2 separate regions of the Zea mays genome follow, and region 2 is linked to region 1. The links are chromatin contacts, called in public Hi-C maps. All regions are on one chromosome and are shown on one strand. Each heading gives the region's core, a stretch centred on a gene start, on an enhancer-like site or on the middle of the called end of the contact. The rest is flanking DNA. Distances are from core to core; before and after follow the strand shown.

Region 1 (7,521 bases), core at 3,534-6,033:
TCTTTTCTCCAATTTTGCTCGACTTGAGGTGTTTCCTAGTACTTAGAGGAACATAGTTAGCAACTAAAACAATTGACTAAGTACTAGAAACATACCTTTATCCATTTCTCCAAAAAGATTTGCAATGTGCTCCTTCTCAAGTCCAAAATGCACTTTCTTTGAATAACTAGGCTAGTGACCAAAACAAAGTGCTCAATACAAAGGTGAGGGAATATGCAACTTATCAAACACTCAAACCATAGTTCCATCTTGGCTTTGAACAAGTTGCACTTTGGTCCTCCAATTCACTTCATTTGGACTTGATCACTTCAATTTGCTTTTCTTATTCCTGTGCTTACACTCATAGAAGGCATGTTAGTTCATGGTGATGTGTTGGGCACTTAATCACCAAAACACTTAGAAATGGCCCAAGGGCACATTTCCCTTTCACTATGCTCCGCTCATCCACTGTTGTCTGCTACCGCGCTCCCCGGCTTCCCCTGCTGTTGCGACTGCTGTGGTGCTATGGTGTCCCTGGGTTTCGCAGACCCGGCGGGTTCGGGGATTCAGGGCGGGTTCGGGTCTCGTTCTCCGGTCTCGGGTGCGGGTCCGCGAACGCTTCACCCGCCTCGAACCGTCCCGTTGCAATCCCTAATCTGAAAGCCGGTTCGAGAGAATCCCAATGCCAACGAACATTTGGGCCCAGTGGCCAAAAACTGAGATTCCATCTTTTACCCCTAGAAACTGGGTGGGCTCCTCAAGCAGAAGCACCGTCCACGTCATCCTGAATCTTCCCCACCGTTCGATCTTTCGATGGACGTCCGAGATCAACTGGATCAGATTTTTACTGAAGTACCTTCTCTTGGTTCTCCTTACCTTTTCTGGTTCCTTCTAAGCTTTCCTTTACCCTCCCAGCTTCTCATCAACAGGAAAAAAAATATAGGGCCCCTTTGGCACAGCTCCTAGCCACAGCTTCACTCCTAGCTTTCACGGAGCCCTGCAAAACACCTAAAATGCAACTGGATTCTGGTGTGGAGTTGACGAGAATCACTTCTCCATTTACACTACCAGCTGAGAGCTAAAAAAACCCGCTCTCCACCGCTTCCCACTACTAAATCACTTCAGAATTGATTCTCACCTGCTCTCCACCTTGCTTCCCATTAGAATCACTCCTTTGGAGAATCAAGAAGTGAAGCCAAAGAATCAAGAAGTGAAGCTCTGCCAAAGGGGCCCATAAGCTCTGGCTTTTGCTTCTACTTCCAGAAGCTTCTCTCTCCCACTCCTCGTCGCTCTCTCTCTCCCAACGCGAGGATGACTACGGCTGCCGGCGCGCGCAGCGCAATGGCTACGTGAAAGGTCCTTGTTTGGTTTTGGTAATTGAGTGACAATTTAGGTGGACTAATTATGTTTAATATGAGATACACAGGTGATTAGTCCATAGGTACACTTGTGTGAGCAGCTATGCCATGGAGGAGGAAATGACTTTGATTTGTTGCTAAGGCTCACACATGTGATGGAGGAGCTTAATGCATGAGACATGACATGGTGTCATGTGGCTAGATGGAGAAGATCAAGATAAGACTTGGCTTGATGGATCCATTGCGATGGTGAAGGGCAAGTTGGAGGCTTTGAAGCCATTGGTACCGAGTGTCGGGAGGCTTGAGCAAAGACTTAGAGCCGAAGGACCGAAGTAATGGTGAAGAGCAAGTAATGCAAGATCAATGGACCAAAAGCCATGTGATGATATGAAGTGGATCATAACATTTATGATGGTGTTGGTGCATGTGTTGCATTGGCATCGACGATGGTAATGGAGATGAAATGGAAAACGCAAGGCAAATGTATAAACTAGGGCATTTTCATTTCACTAGTCTAAGGTTGAGTAGAGAAGTGCTTGACCAGGTTTAGGATAGATGGCCGTATTACCAAGAGGGGCAAACTTGTTTGCATATCGGTCATCTAATGCCACTCGAGTGATCTAACATCGTGACGTTGCTAGGATCGAGTGGCGTGGTGAAAAGAGAGAAAAATCCTTTGAAAATGTTGTGAAAATGCTAACACACACGTACATGGTCTTGTTAGCACATTTGCAAAGGTAAAGAGTTTCGGATCGAAACAGAGAAGTTTGGAGGTCACTGGGGTGACCGGACGCTGGGTCAGTGCGTCCGGTCGCTCACCCCAGAGAGGCAGTGTCTTGGCTAGGTGTTCGAGGCGATTGGACGCTCGGCCGGACGCGGGACAGTGTTTTCGGTGTGTCCGATCGCTCGGTGGTTTGACAGTGCAATTGTTGGATCGGACGCTGGTGCGTCTGGTCGGTGGTGACCGGACGCGTCTGATGGATAGCTGTCTTCTAATAGACTGTGCTTAGTTTGGTGCATAAGTTTATTTCTTCGTTTTGTCTGCTCTTTAAGAGCTTGCTTTTCTTCAGCCGGGGGCCGGACTTGTAATAAGGGATGGTTAAGTGGCTAAGTGCATCTTATGCAGAGGCCGGAATAAAAATTCTTTTTTCTAAAAAGCACGATTACAGTTGCATTCGTGATGTTGTTCTGCTCCTTAAGTTTGCATCCCTGCCAGATCTCTGATAATTAATGTCATGAGGTTTAACCATTGTATATCACGTCCAATAACCATTTATTCAAGGTAGGTTACAGCACTCACAGTTCAGCTGACAGAAATGAAGGTTTGTATTCTCAATTATACTGCTGTCTGTTAACGAACAAAATTACATTGAGGTATAAAAAAATGCACAAATAGGAGTGTCACACAGGATACTTATCAGCTACATACAAGCAAGTAAATTAAAGAACATTCAGATTACCAGGGATAATAATAAGCAAATAAGATCCATGGATTGGTTCCATCCAACGTTGGGTTTAGGATACGATATTGGGCTGCCACTTGGGCCTTCTGCTAGTCTCTTTACTGGCTTGCTCTTGCTCTGCGCGCTTGCCTGTTGGCTGCTTGCTTTCTTTACAAATTAATTATGATGAACCAATGGGCCTGTTCGCTTCTGACTATTTCAGTTGTGGTTGCAGCAGTAAACTAGCGCAGCGCTGTTGCTAGAGCTAGGTGAAGGTACAGCTGCTGCACGGAGCTGGTGTATTATTGGGGAAGGGCGTAATGGCATTGAAATCAATTAGACCAGCCATTTGTAAATCAGGTCTAAAACTGTGCTGTAACCTGCCTCATCCAGTGTAAAAGCCAACACTCGCTCACATTTCAGCTGGCAGAAATGAAAGGAGAGTTCAGAAAACTTCCATGTTATTTGTATTCTAAACGATACACTGCTGTGTTTATTTGAACCAATAAAATCACATTGTGAAAAAAATGCAACAAACGGGAGCATGCATCGGACATCATTCTCAGATAGACAGATACATACAAGTAAACTAAAAGAAAAACAGAATGCCAAGGATAATTAAGTAGATAAAGATCTATGGATCTACTAGGTGACAACCTGCGGCTTGCTTCCCGAGTGCCCAACAAATAGGATGCAGGCGGCGATAAGCGTGAGCACGACGAGGACCACGACGACGATGGCGAGACACTTGGCGTGGGGACGAGACACAGCTCCCACCGTCACCACCATGGACAGATACAGCCCGAGAGCTATCGCACAGAAGAAGAAGAAACCAACCGTGTTGAATGGCCCTACCATGAAGCGTCCGGCGATCGCCGTGAAGAGGCCGCCAGAACTGGCGATGCCTTGTGAAAGGTCCAGCAAATGGCCCAGGTATGGACTGTCCTCATCGTCTCCGATCATGTCCTGTGTGAAGGATGGCAACACGTGTCTGTCTGCCGCATGCCGCAGCTTCGGTTGGAGGAGGGCGACGACGGCGGTGAGGATGGCGAAGGCGTAGTATTTGTTGAATGACAGGATCAGAAGGCAGGTCGCCAGCTCTAGGAGGAGCTGAAAAAGGGTCCGCCATCCTACGCCAGGTGCCCCGGTCTTGGTAGCCTCGTCGACCCCTTCGCCTGGTCTTCGTCGGGCCCTTCGCCGGCGACAAACACCCATTAGTAGTCCTCCCGTGGCAGGCCAGACATTCAGATTGAACTCGTCGGCTCTCGTCCTCCGTCCTCTGGTCCTCTCTGGTGAGGTGTTCTTATTCTCCCCCCCCCTCTCCTAGGCCGCCTTCCTCCTTGGGCTTCTCCGTTGCTGCCGATAGCCATGTGATTTTGTTGCAATGAGGCTGTGGCGGGGGTGGGTTCCTGGGGTTGATGTTTCCTTTGAGCCGTTTAATGGAGATCGGTCCCATGGTGGTTTGGAGGCCCATTCGATGTGGGATGGGGCATAGGATGAAGACACATCGCCTCTAGCCAAATCAAGGGTGGAAACCGCTGTGCCGCAACTTGACCTAATCGGCTCTCCTTCGCTCCCTCACTTGGCCGCTTTACTTGCCTCGATCTGGTCATCCCCTTCCTCGGTGAGATCTAGTTTCAGTGGTGGGTGGAGGTGGGTGCCGATCCAGCCCCCGTCCTCGGAGGAGGAGTGGTCGAGGATTGGATCGGGGAGATCTCTGCCGGTTGCAAGGCGTGAGGCGATGGGTGCCAAAGGTTGGAGCCAAAAATGGGGCACTGGGAACAACAGGGAGGAGGCTCGCGATCCGCCGCAGTGGAGTAGAAACAGGAATCTGAGCTGGAGATTGAGGCCTCCCCCCTGGAAAGACGATCCCCAAAAAGGATGTAGCCGACTCTTCTTCCACTGGCGAAATGATCGTGCAAGGTAACCCTAATTTCTCCCTTCATTCTTCTGGGTCTGAGAATGAAATGGGGAGGAGATTTTTCTGCCAGAAGTGTGGGGAAGAAGGTCATCACGCAAGGGATTGCTGCAAGTCTCTTTGGTGTGAGATCTGTCGCAAGGACACCCATGTGATGGCTAAATGTGTTTGGCCGCGACAGATTAAGCCCATGATGCCGATTGTGGGCATGGCTGCAGATGGGCTAGGGTTCTTCTCATCCCAGTATGCTAAACCCAGTCTCAGGAAACCTAATCTATCTTGCTTGGGGTTGGTTAAGATTCTGGAAGGGTTTGTGTCTGCCTCTGAGCTTGAAAAGGATTTTAGCTTTCACTTTCCTTGGGGAAGAACTTGGAAGGCAGAGAAATGTCCAGCTGGTTATGTGATGCATTTTCCGTCTCAAGATAAGCTAGATGAGCTGAGTCAGTTTATAGAGGTCAAAATGAAGATGTCCGGAGCTAAAATCATGGTGCTGCCCTGGAACTGTCAGGCTAATGCGAAAGCAAGGCTGCATACTGTTTGGATGAGTGCGGAGAATGTGCTAGATGAGTTAAGACACTACCAGGCTATCTGCGAGCTGGGATCGATCTTGGGGGCTGTTGAGGAAGTGGATTTAAAATCTCTGGAGATGTCAGAGTCGGTCAAGTTTAAGGTTCATGTTAAGAGCATTAACATGATTCCAAAAATAGTGGAAGTTGGTGTCAAGCCTTTTCTGTTTGATGTGTATTTTAAAGTGGATTCAATTGTGGAAGAAGGGTGGAATGAGGAGAATTCGAATCTTGGTAAGAGAGTGAAATCCAATACATGTGTTTCTGAAGGATCTATGTCTAAATCGACAGGGAAAAAAGCTAGAAAGGAGTCTGTGGACGGCAAGGAGAAGAATGAGGTTGCTTCTTCGGCTGGCAAAGGTCACTCTAGAAAAACTGCTACTGTTACTGAGAGTGAAGGTCAAAAGATAACCCACAAAGGGGACAAAACACTGCAGCACAATGAAGAGGACAGTGGAGGTCAGGTTAACTTGGAGCTCAGTGAGGAGGATCTCCTTAGCTCTCAGGAATTGGCTGAGTTAGCTAAAAGTGTGGGTGTCAATCTGCAGTGCTCACAAGAAAGTGGGAATGAAAATTGCAAAGCTGAGAACACTGGTGATGGGGTGGTTGCTCAGAGAGATAAAAAAGGCAAAGCTAAAATGGCAGAGGGGTTTGAGGGGCTGAGGAGGAGCCCAAGACTTGAAGCTGATGATGATTTGAACATTACTGAGAAAGCTATCAACAGAGCTGAAGCTAAAGACACCTTCATACATAAAGGTAACTGCTGGAATCCCTTCTCTGTCTTAAATACTAAAGATGCTGTGCTAGTAGACCTTGCAAATTCGTTAGGTGTGTGCCTAGGAAATAATAAAAATGAAATAGAGCTCAGTCTTCAGGACATAAAAATGCTTGAAGAAACCAAATTAAATGTTATGTTGAACTCAAGTGGTGGTAGACAGGACTCTTCTCCTCTGGTTCTTTCTGAAGATCGTGACGTAGTCTCTTCACAGCCCATTGATGACTCTCAAAATGACATGGGAAATGTGTCTGATGAGGACTTTTTCCTTAATTTAGAAAAGGAAAGTGCCTTGGACATGGTTTACATAAGTGGGTCCAAAAAATCAAAAGGGAAAAAACATTTTCCCTTTGCTGCCAAAGGCTCCTCTAGCAAGAGGAGAAAAAAAAGGGCAAGGCTCACTCTCAATATCCTAGTTTCCTATGAAAGGCATCATATGGAATTATCAGGGTTTGAAAAAAAAGGCAAATATGAGTTTATCAAGGAACTCACAAGTGAAGAGAAGTTGGATTTTATTGGTTTACAGAAAATCAATAGGAAAGTCTTTAATCAGAATTGGTTGGATGGTCTGTGTGGCACTAGGAGTTTTATTTGGGTCTCTGCTGAACCCAATGGGAGATCTGGTGGGTTGCTGTCGGGCTTTAACTCTGATACCTTTGACATTCTTAGTCACAAGTGTGGTAAGTTTATGATCAGCAGCCTTATCACTCACAAAAGAGAAGAATTTTTCGTGGATTTTTTTAAATGTATACGGTGCTGCTCAAGAAGTCAGTAAAAGGGATTTTTTATGTGAGCTGGCCTCCTTTTGTCATAGTTCCTCTCTCCCCCTTCTTGTTGGTGGGGATTTCAATATCATTAGAAGAGAGAGTGACAAAAATAAGCCTGGGGGTACTAATAAATGGAGCTTTCTCTTTAATGCAATTATTGAGCAATATGGCTTGATTGAGTTGGATTTGGTTGGTAGACAGTACACTTGGTCCAATAACCGTTTAGACCCTACCTTTGAAAAACTTGATAGGTTTTTGGTAAGTCCAGAATGGGATTTGGCGTATCGGAGTGTGATGATTTTTGGTTTAAATAGGTCCTTTTCGGATCACTCCCCTTTATGTCTTGACACAGGCGACCGTGCCCCTATTAATAGGATCTTTAGATATGAATTGTGTTGGAATTCTAGAGCCGATTTTCGCCAGGTAGTGACTAACAGCTGGTGTCTCCCGGTTAGGAGTAGGTGCAGTATTGATGTGTGGAAAGAAAAAATAAAGAGACTCAAAAAGACTTTGAAAGGGTGGCACTGTAATGTTGAAGGAGCTTATAAAAAAACTAAAAAGGAATTGATTCAGAAAAAATCAATTCTTGGGACATTGAGAGTGAATGTAAGATCTTGTCTGAATCGGAAAGACAAGAAAAATTGCAATGCGAGCTTGCCTTGAGATCAATTATTTCTGAAGAAGAAATTAAAATGAAATAGATAGCTCGAGAGAAA
Region 2 (7,521 bases), core at 3,181-5,680, 600 kb before region 1:
GTTATCTGCAACTAACTCAACTCTGCTTCCATTCTACCAGTCTGCTTCTCTGCTCTGCGTTTGACTGCTAGATGAGCCACCTGCACAAACCCATACACTCGTGCCTTTATTAAATGTCTAATAACCTTAAAACAACACATCCTCCATTTCCTTTTGTTTCTGGTGTATACATCTTGTTCATTCATTCATTGATAGGTGCGCCCAATCCTAAAAACCTTCTCCATCTGTGTTAAACAATGACCACATATATTCCATCAACTGGCAGCAAGACATCAACATCCTGGGGAAAGTGTCAAATGTTGTTGCTTCTACTAACAAGCAAACCACACGAATTCATTTCTCCCACAACACCAGCAGTACACTATCTTTATCCAAACTAAAATATCTTGACGGGTTGTTCTCATCCACTGCCAAATAAGTCTACCATCACAACAACAAACACACATCGCAATCACATCAGCCTAGATACCAATGGAAAATATCCAAGTGAGGCACGCACCTCTCTGGTGACGCCTTCAGAAAAAGAAAAAAATCAGCTAGATACCACAACATCCCCACCGGCATCACACACGCCTACGGCATGCCATTCCAGTCTCGCAAGTCACTGCTGTTGCATCATCCACCTACTACAAAACCTTCTTTCCACCTTCCTTCTAGGAGCAGCATGGGAAATATATGACATGTACTACACACAAATTGAATCAGAGTTTAACGCCACAACGCCACGATTGTGTCGTACTCCATTACAAACTGTATATCCCCAGATGCATAATCACACTAAGTTATTGGAATGCCAATGCTCACTTTCCTGCCTAGCTACTCAATGCTCAACACATATCTAGATACTGGGAATTATTGAAGAAACTGATGTTAGATGTCCCCCTTTCAATCACATTTTAAAAGCGTTTATACTAAATGTTCAAAGTAAAAAAAGAAGGATGTACTGCCCTGTGGTCGTACAATGTATTCGATACCATACGGGGCTTGGGCTCCCAGTATACAAATCCATCCTGTAGCTTTCAGTAAACAAACTATATTACACAAGTCGTCTCGACTCTGGACAAACTGATTGCAAACACTATCCTCAAAGGTATTTAAGTCAAGATGTAGAGACAATAGAGGTTAAACTGCCAAGACATAAAGACAACATGCAACTTATATCGAACTTAATTATTTGATCAAATTCTGATTCATATGTTGGCCCTTGCAGGTGTTCTTGGTCTGCTTGATAGCAGGGTGCAGCATCTGCTGGTTCAACACAGTCTGCTTTGTTCTCTGCATCCGCAACTTCTCTGCAAACAACCGCTCCCTAGCCCTCTCCCTCTCAATAAGCTTCAACGGGCTCAGCGCTGCCTTCTACACTCTCTTTGCAAACGCCCTCTCCCCTTTAGCCCTGTCTATCTGCCTCCTCCTCAATGCAATCCTCCCTCTTGGTGTCTCTATTCTTGCACTCCCAGTGATCCTCCTCTGCCACACAAATGACAGCCACCTCCAAAGTGCGCCCAGGCATAACAGGCGTGTCTTCCTCGGCCTCTACATCCTTGCATTCATCACTGGCATATATGTTGTGGTCTTTGGAACTTTCACCGCAACTGGCTCTACTGCATGGGTCATCCTCATAGGTGCCATGGTTCTCCTCGCCCTTCCTCTCATCATCCCTGCCTGCTCCAGTTCCTCATATGTGGATACAGATGGCCCTGACCCTGCATCGCTACTAAACCATGATGACCCACATCAGCCGCTCCTAATCAGAAACAATCATCAAATGGAGTCCAATGCGATGATGCTAAAACCAATGGAGCTCCAGATGCAGGGCAATTGTTGTGGAACAATAGTGAGCAAGGGCTACCTGGTGGCACTCGGTGAAGAACATAGTGCAAAGAAGCTCATTTGGTGTGTGGACTTCTGGCTCTACTACACAGCCTACTTCTGTGGAGCCACTGTTGGCCTGGTATACAGCAACAACTTGGGGCAGATTGCGCAGTCATTGCACCAGCAGTCACAGCTCACCATGCTACTTATTGCCTACTCATCCTGCTCTTTCTTCGGTCGTCTTCTTTCTGCACTACCTGACATCCTTCACAGGTATCTGTTTTGCTTTATATACAAACATATATGTCATCATATCACATGCTTCCTAACTAAAATTTGTATACAGGAAGGTGCCACTTGCTCGCACAGGGTGGCTTGCTGCTGCATTGGTCCCCATGCCAATGGCCTTTTTCCTTATGTGGAACCAACAAGATGCAAGCACCCTGGTAGCAGGAACAACACTAGTTGGTCTAAGCTCAGGATTCATCTTTGCTGCAGCAATGTCAGTGACCTCCGAGCTCTTTGGACCAAATAGCATTGGAGTGAATCACAACATCCTAATTACCAATATCCCGCTGGGCTCACTCCTCTATGGCCAGATTGCTGCCATGGTATACGATGGAAATGGCCAAAAGATGACAGTAGTGGATAACTGGACTGGCATTGTTGACACCATGATTATGTGCATGGGGGTGAAGTGCTACTCAACCACCTTCTTTGTGTGGGCTTGCATCACAATTCTAGGGTTAGCATCAAGCATAGTTCTATTCATACGAACAAAACCAGCTTATTCTACTGCCGCTAGCTGGTCAAGTTGTAAGCACCATCACCAAGTTTCCAGTTAAGTAGTTAACAGAGAAACTAGCTTGTACAAAATTTTGGTTAGTTCTAGCTGAAATGGGTTACATACAATACGTGAAATGAATACATTACAGGAGACATCAAGAGGATAGGAAACTATCAGCTTAGGAGGTGGTACGTTTGTACAGAACGAGTATTATTCCATTTACTGGGCATTAATACTAACAATTGGAGCCAGGTTGCATAAAATCCATTGGGAATTTTTGATGCTCATTGAATCGAGCTATGTGCAAACTCCTCCATATTTACTGTTGTTATGTACACCCTTTTGTTCCAACAAATGATGTTTAAAAAAATATCATAACTGAAAAGGATTACATGAGCAATCCATAGAGCATTCAATTATTGTACAGAGAAGCAGACAACTTTCACCCATTTCTATACCCAAAATCTGATGTTCTAATGTTAAAATATCATAAAAACAAGTGAAACCCAGTGTGATAGTGTACAATGTCCCCTCTTTTTTTTGCATCCCATGAAAAAAGCAGTTTATAACTGTCTTCGATAGCCCTTCAACGTGTTCTGGAAGCTACCATCCAGGCATCCAGCAATTTTAAAGAAGTCAAAAAATTGCAGATTGTTCAGCAAATGCAAAAGATCAACACTAATTTCTAATAGTACCTGATTCAAGGGTATACGGATGGGAACGCAGACACTTAAGACACATAACTCTTGACTATTTCTTCTGTTGTTCTTGTTCATCATGCTTTTGCCATGGATTGAGAGCTTCTCTCATAGCTTGGGCCTCTAGACTGCTTTCCCAAGCTCGTTTTTCTGACCCCAGGACAGTTACCTTCTCATCTGTAGCATAGGACCATAGAGGCAAAACATGTTTAAAAAAAGAGGCATTCTGATGCAGCAGCGAACAACAGAGAAACAAAATGAACTTGACAGGATGAATGGTACTAGGTAACTTCAACTAGTTATGTGGACACCAAAATATCAAATATTTGGATTGTTATTGATGGGAAGATGCACTGAACTGCACATAATCCGTCCAAGTATAATCACTATTTTGAAAATCTCAAAGAAACAACAAGGGGGGATTGGATGTTGAGCAGGTAGGGGGTGAGGGGAGGTAGAAGTGTACAAAAGCCCGTGTGGATCATGAAGAGCTCCATGGCAGCGCCAATGGAGGCCCCACCGCCGCAATCTTCAGGTACCACCCCGCGAACCTCATAATACGTCTCCCCCCAAGCGAATCCTCGGAGGCAGAGGCGGCCGGAGGCCACCGGAGTGAGCTGAGCCAGCGGTGGTTGCTTTGAGCAGAAGGCTCAAGGAGTGGAAGCCAAACTAATCCTGATCGTTGAGGCCAAATGAATAAGATCGATGAGCAGGATCAAATTCATTTCCCTTGCTGCCCAAACAAAAATGGGGGCCCACGGCCCACCGAGCCCAAAAAGGCTGGCCCGCATCGCGTTCAATCCTACCAATCGCACACTCCGACCCCTGTGACCAGACGCCCATGGCGGCGAGATTATTGCCATTACGGAACACGGCAGAGAGGGATTCGATGAAATGGAGGTGTAGGGAAATGCTTCGACCATTTGGAGGCGCAGACGATGGCAAAGTGCTGGTATGGACTTGAATCACCCATTAGCCGCTGCTCACATCGATTAAGTTGCTTGAGCTAACGTCGTGAGGTCCTTGCGTGCTCTGCCGTCGCTTTCCTCTTCTTAGCCGTGAGTTATGTTCTTCCTTCACATTCTCTCCCATTGGCTGGTGGTACGAGCATCATGGTAACGTGGCGGCCGGCATGGCTTGTGCGCGGAGCGATAATGCGGGAGACCAGTGTGGGCTCCATTCTCTCCTAGCTGGCTTGACTTCTAGGCATCTGGGGAGGAGCATGAGGGCAACAGTGACGCGCGGTGAGGGTTGTGACGCTGACGAGGCCTGCAGCCACCCGCGCACGCCCGAGCCCCATCCGTGGGGACCTCCTGCCGTTGCCACCGCCGCCGTTCTACTCTGCCTCGGTGGAGGAGTCTCCCACGATGCAAAAGTCATGGTGGTGGGAAGCCGGTCGTCACAGACACTGTCGACGAGGTGACACCCGATAAGGGGCCAGAGACTGAGATTAAGGGAGAGGAAGAGAATGAGGCCGTCGCGAGGCGTGGGGCTCCGGGGTGGCTGAGGCTTGACGGGGTTGCGGCGGACATCCTCGCCATCGCCGCGCCCGCCGTGCTCGCGCTCGCCGCGGACCCCATCACGGCGCTCGTCGACACCGCCTTCGTCGGACATATCGGTAATCCACTATTCTGAGCTTTTGTAATCCAATTCATTTCTTCATTTGAAACCTAGAATCATGCATGCCATACCTTGCTCTCACTCCGGCACGGCATTGTAAAATCTAGTTATCCTTTGTGTTATATGATGATGTGAAAAGCTCATGGGCCTGATGAAGGCCTAGATACAAAAATAGGGAAGACACTGGTTTTAGTAAACAATTAAGAGGGTGTCAACCGTTTCACCCATTTGATGAGAAAGAGTCTCTTATCAGGTTCGGCTCAGCTTGAGGCTGTTGGTGCATCGACTTCCATATTCAATTTGGTATCCAAGCTGTTTAATGTGCCGCTACTTAATGTCACCACATCCTTTGTTGCTGAGCAGCAGGCAATGGATGGCAATTCTAACACCACAAGGGAAAGTAAGCATTTCCATTTGTTTTCTGAAGGCTCTGTTGTTCACGTTACACTGATTAGTGTTTAGTTCTCACCTAGGAGATGAATTTTTGACACCAATAGAGAAGGTAAGGCAACAAAAGAAGGTTCTTCCGGCTGTATCAACATCCTTGGCTCTAGCTACTGGTATTGGACTGTTGGAAATGGTAGCTCTGATTGTTGGATCTGGGACCCTGATAAACATCATTGGTATACCCGTCGTACGTAAGACCAATTTATTCACATTTTTAGATTTCTAGGATCTATATTTCTTCCCTTGAACTTGGTATCAGCACTGGGTGTTAATATTCTTAGGTGTTTCATGTATATTTGGTTGGCTGTTGGTCTGAACCATCTGATGTCTATGTGCCTAAGTTGCTAATGAAATCTTTGCAAAAATCATTGTGCCTAAGTCACTATTCATAATGAAATATCTGAAAGTGCTTTCACCTTATTATATGAATCTAATGGGAAACTTGTCGACAAACATTTTCCTATCATGTCACACATTTGGTGCTGCAAAAATATAGCACTTCTAGACTATTTTACCTTGCCATTTTGTACGTGGTGGGTGGGCTTCTTGAATTCAGACTATGAAACCAGGTTTCCATGGTCTGTCAACTCAAAGTTTAAGGTTCCATAATGTTGCGACTGCTATGAGTTATACTTAATGACACCTTCTGTGACTAATTCTCTATATTATTACAGTTTTCTTTCAAAACACTCTTCACTGAACATAAGTTTTTCACTTTACTGTCAACACAGGATTCACCAATGCGAGCACCAGCAGAACAGTTTCTGACACTGAGGGCACTTTGTAACACCTCAATCTTATTTTTGGAATTTAGTAAAACTCTCAAAAGTTTTGAATTGAAATATCTTTTAATAATACTTCTCTTATTTTAAAGTTACACCTCCTAAAACAAATATGGTTTCTAATAAAGATTTAATAAAAATACCCCTATATGATTTTAGTTATCACTTTGTTGAAATAACATATTTATAAATATTCTCTAAATAATTTTATAAACTAGAGATTATATTTCTTAACATACCTATTCTCTATTTTAGTGTGTATGAATGTCATATTTAAAAGCCTTGCTTAGATAGGATAATAAATAAATAAATAAATAAATAAATAAAATCATACTTTGCATCCATGTTGGGATTTTTGTTTGTGCATCTAAATATTTGAATCTCAAATGAAACATTGGATTTGAATTTGAAGTTTGAAAATAGAAATGAAACAAGAATAGGAAAAGAAATTCAAAATAGGAAACAAAAGAAAAGAAAAGGAGAAATCACTGGGCCAAATCCTCCTCAACCCGGCCCATACCCCGCTCGGCCCACCTATCTGCTCAGCCCAGGGAGCAGCTCCACCACGATTCTCACCGACGCGTGGGGCCCGGGATTCAGCCGCACAAAGTGTTCCACGCAGAACTCCAGGGCGCTGGCAATCAGTCCCATTGGTCAGCCTCCATCGCACAGTCGCAGGCCAGCCATTTTCACGCGCGTGTTTCACTGACGGGTCGGACCAACTCCACACGCGCTGGGATGCTGCCCGCGGGCCCCACTCACCAGTCTCCCAAACACTCAGGTGTCTCCGTCTGATTCGCTGACGCGCGGGCCCCGTTGCCAGAAGTGCCTTCCTCGTACCGTAAACAGACTCGGCCATAACGAGCGGAGAATCTCGCCTAACAACCAAGATCCACCAGCTATGCTCCACCCGTGCAAATCCCCCTGGCTCCGAGTGCATAAGTACCGGCCTAAGCATGCCGTAGTCCCATCTAATCGAAACAAAGCGAGAGATCTCAACGCCACCGCTGCAGAGCAAAATCGGGGAGAGCGAAGAGAGAGATTGTGAGCCGCAGCGCCTGGGATCCCCTCAGCGCCGTTTCTCCACCCTCGGTGAGCGGCCGCGGTGCTTCACTGTGGTGCGGGGAGGATATCCGAGGCTTCGGTATGAAGGGTGGGACATCGGTGCTGGCCAGATTGCTTGCCGGAGTCGCTGGGTTGCCGCGGATCCGCCCTGCGTCAAGGATAGCAGTCCCTACGGCATCATCACCAGTAAGAAACCCCTCCGTGCCCTCGCCTTCATCTATACGTTGTATAGCACCGAGAACCATGGAGAATTGCCCACCTATGCATCGGGGATTGTTCGTCGATGTCGTGGCGCCGCCGCGGAGTAGTA

What was found. Hi-C and Micro-C count contacts between places; a contact is called where the count stands out from the background.
Region 2: a Hi-C map of tassel shows a contact between it and region 1, with 2.3 times the contacts expected there. The contact joins the promoter of LOC103630881 here to the promoter of LOC118472159 in region 1. A contact is called at or near these places in 2 of 25 Hi-C or Micro-C datasets (ear and tassel).

Annotation. Positions count from the first base shown.
Region 1 is chr6:18,794,029-18,801,549 of Zm-B73-REFERENCE-NAM-5.0, reverse strand. LOC118472159 reads right to left here and starts at 4,783. Exons shown (of 1, transcript XM_035959882.1): 1 at 3,213-4,783. The coding sequence starts at 3,994. The coding sequence ends at 3,425. It overlaps LOC103629048, which reads left to right and starts at 4,368. Exons shown (of 2, transcript NM_001357028.1): 1 at 4,368-6,019. The coding sequence starts at 4,690.
Region 2 is chr6:19,396,694-19,404,214 of Zm-B73-REFERENCE-NAM-5.0, reverse strand. LOC103630881 reads left to right here and starts at 4,430. Exons shown (of 12, transcript XM_035960265.1): 1 at 4,430-4,436; 2 at 4,565-4,915; 3 at 5,171-5,317; 4 at 5,391-5,551; 5 at 6,096-6,141. The coding sequence starts at 4,430. It also overlaps the pseudogene LOC100277558 and the pseudogene LOC109940319.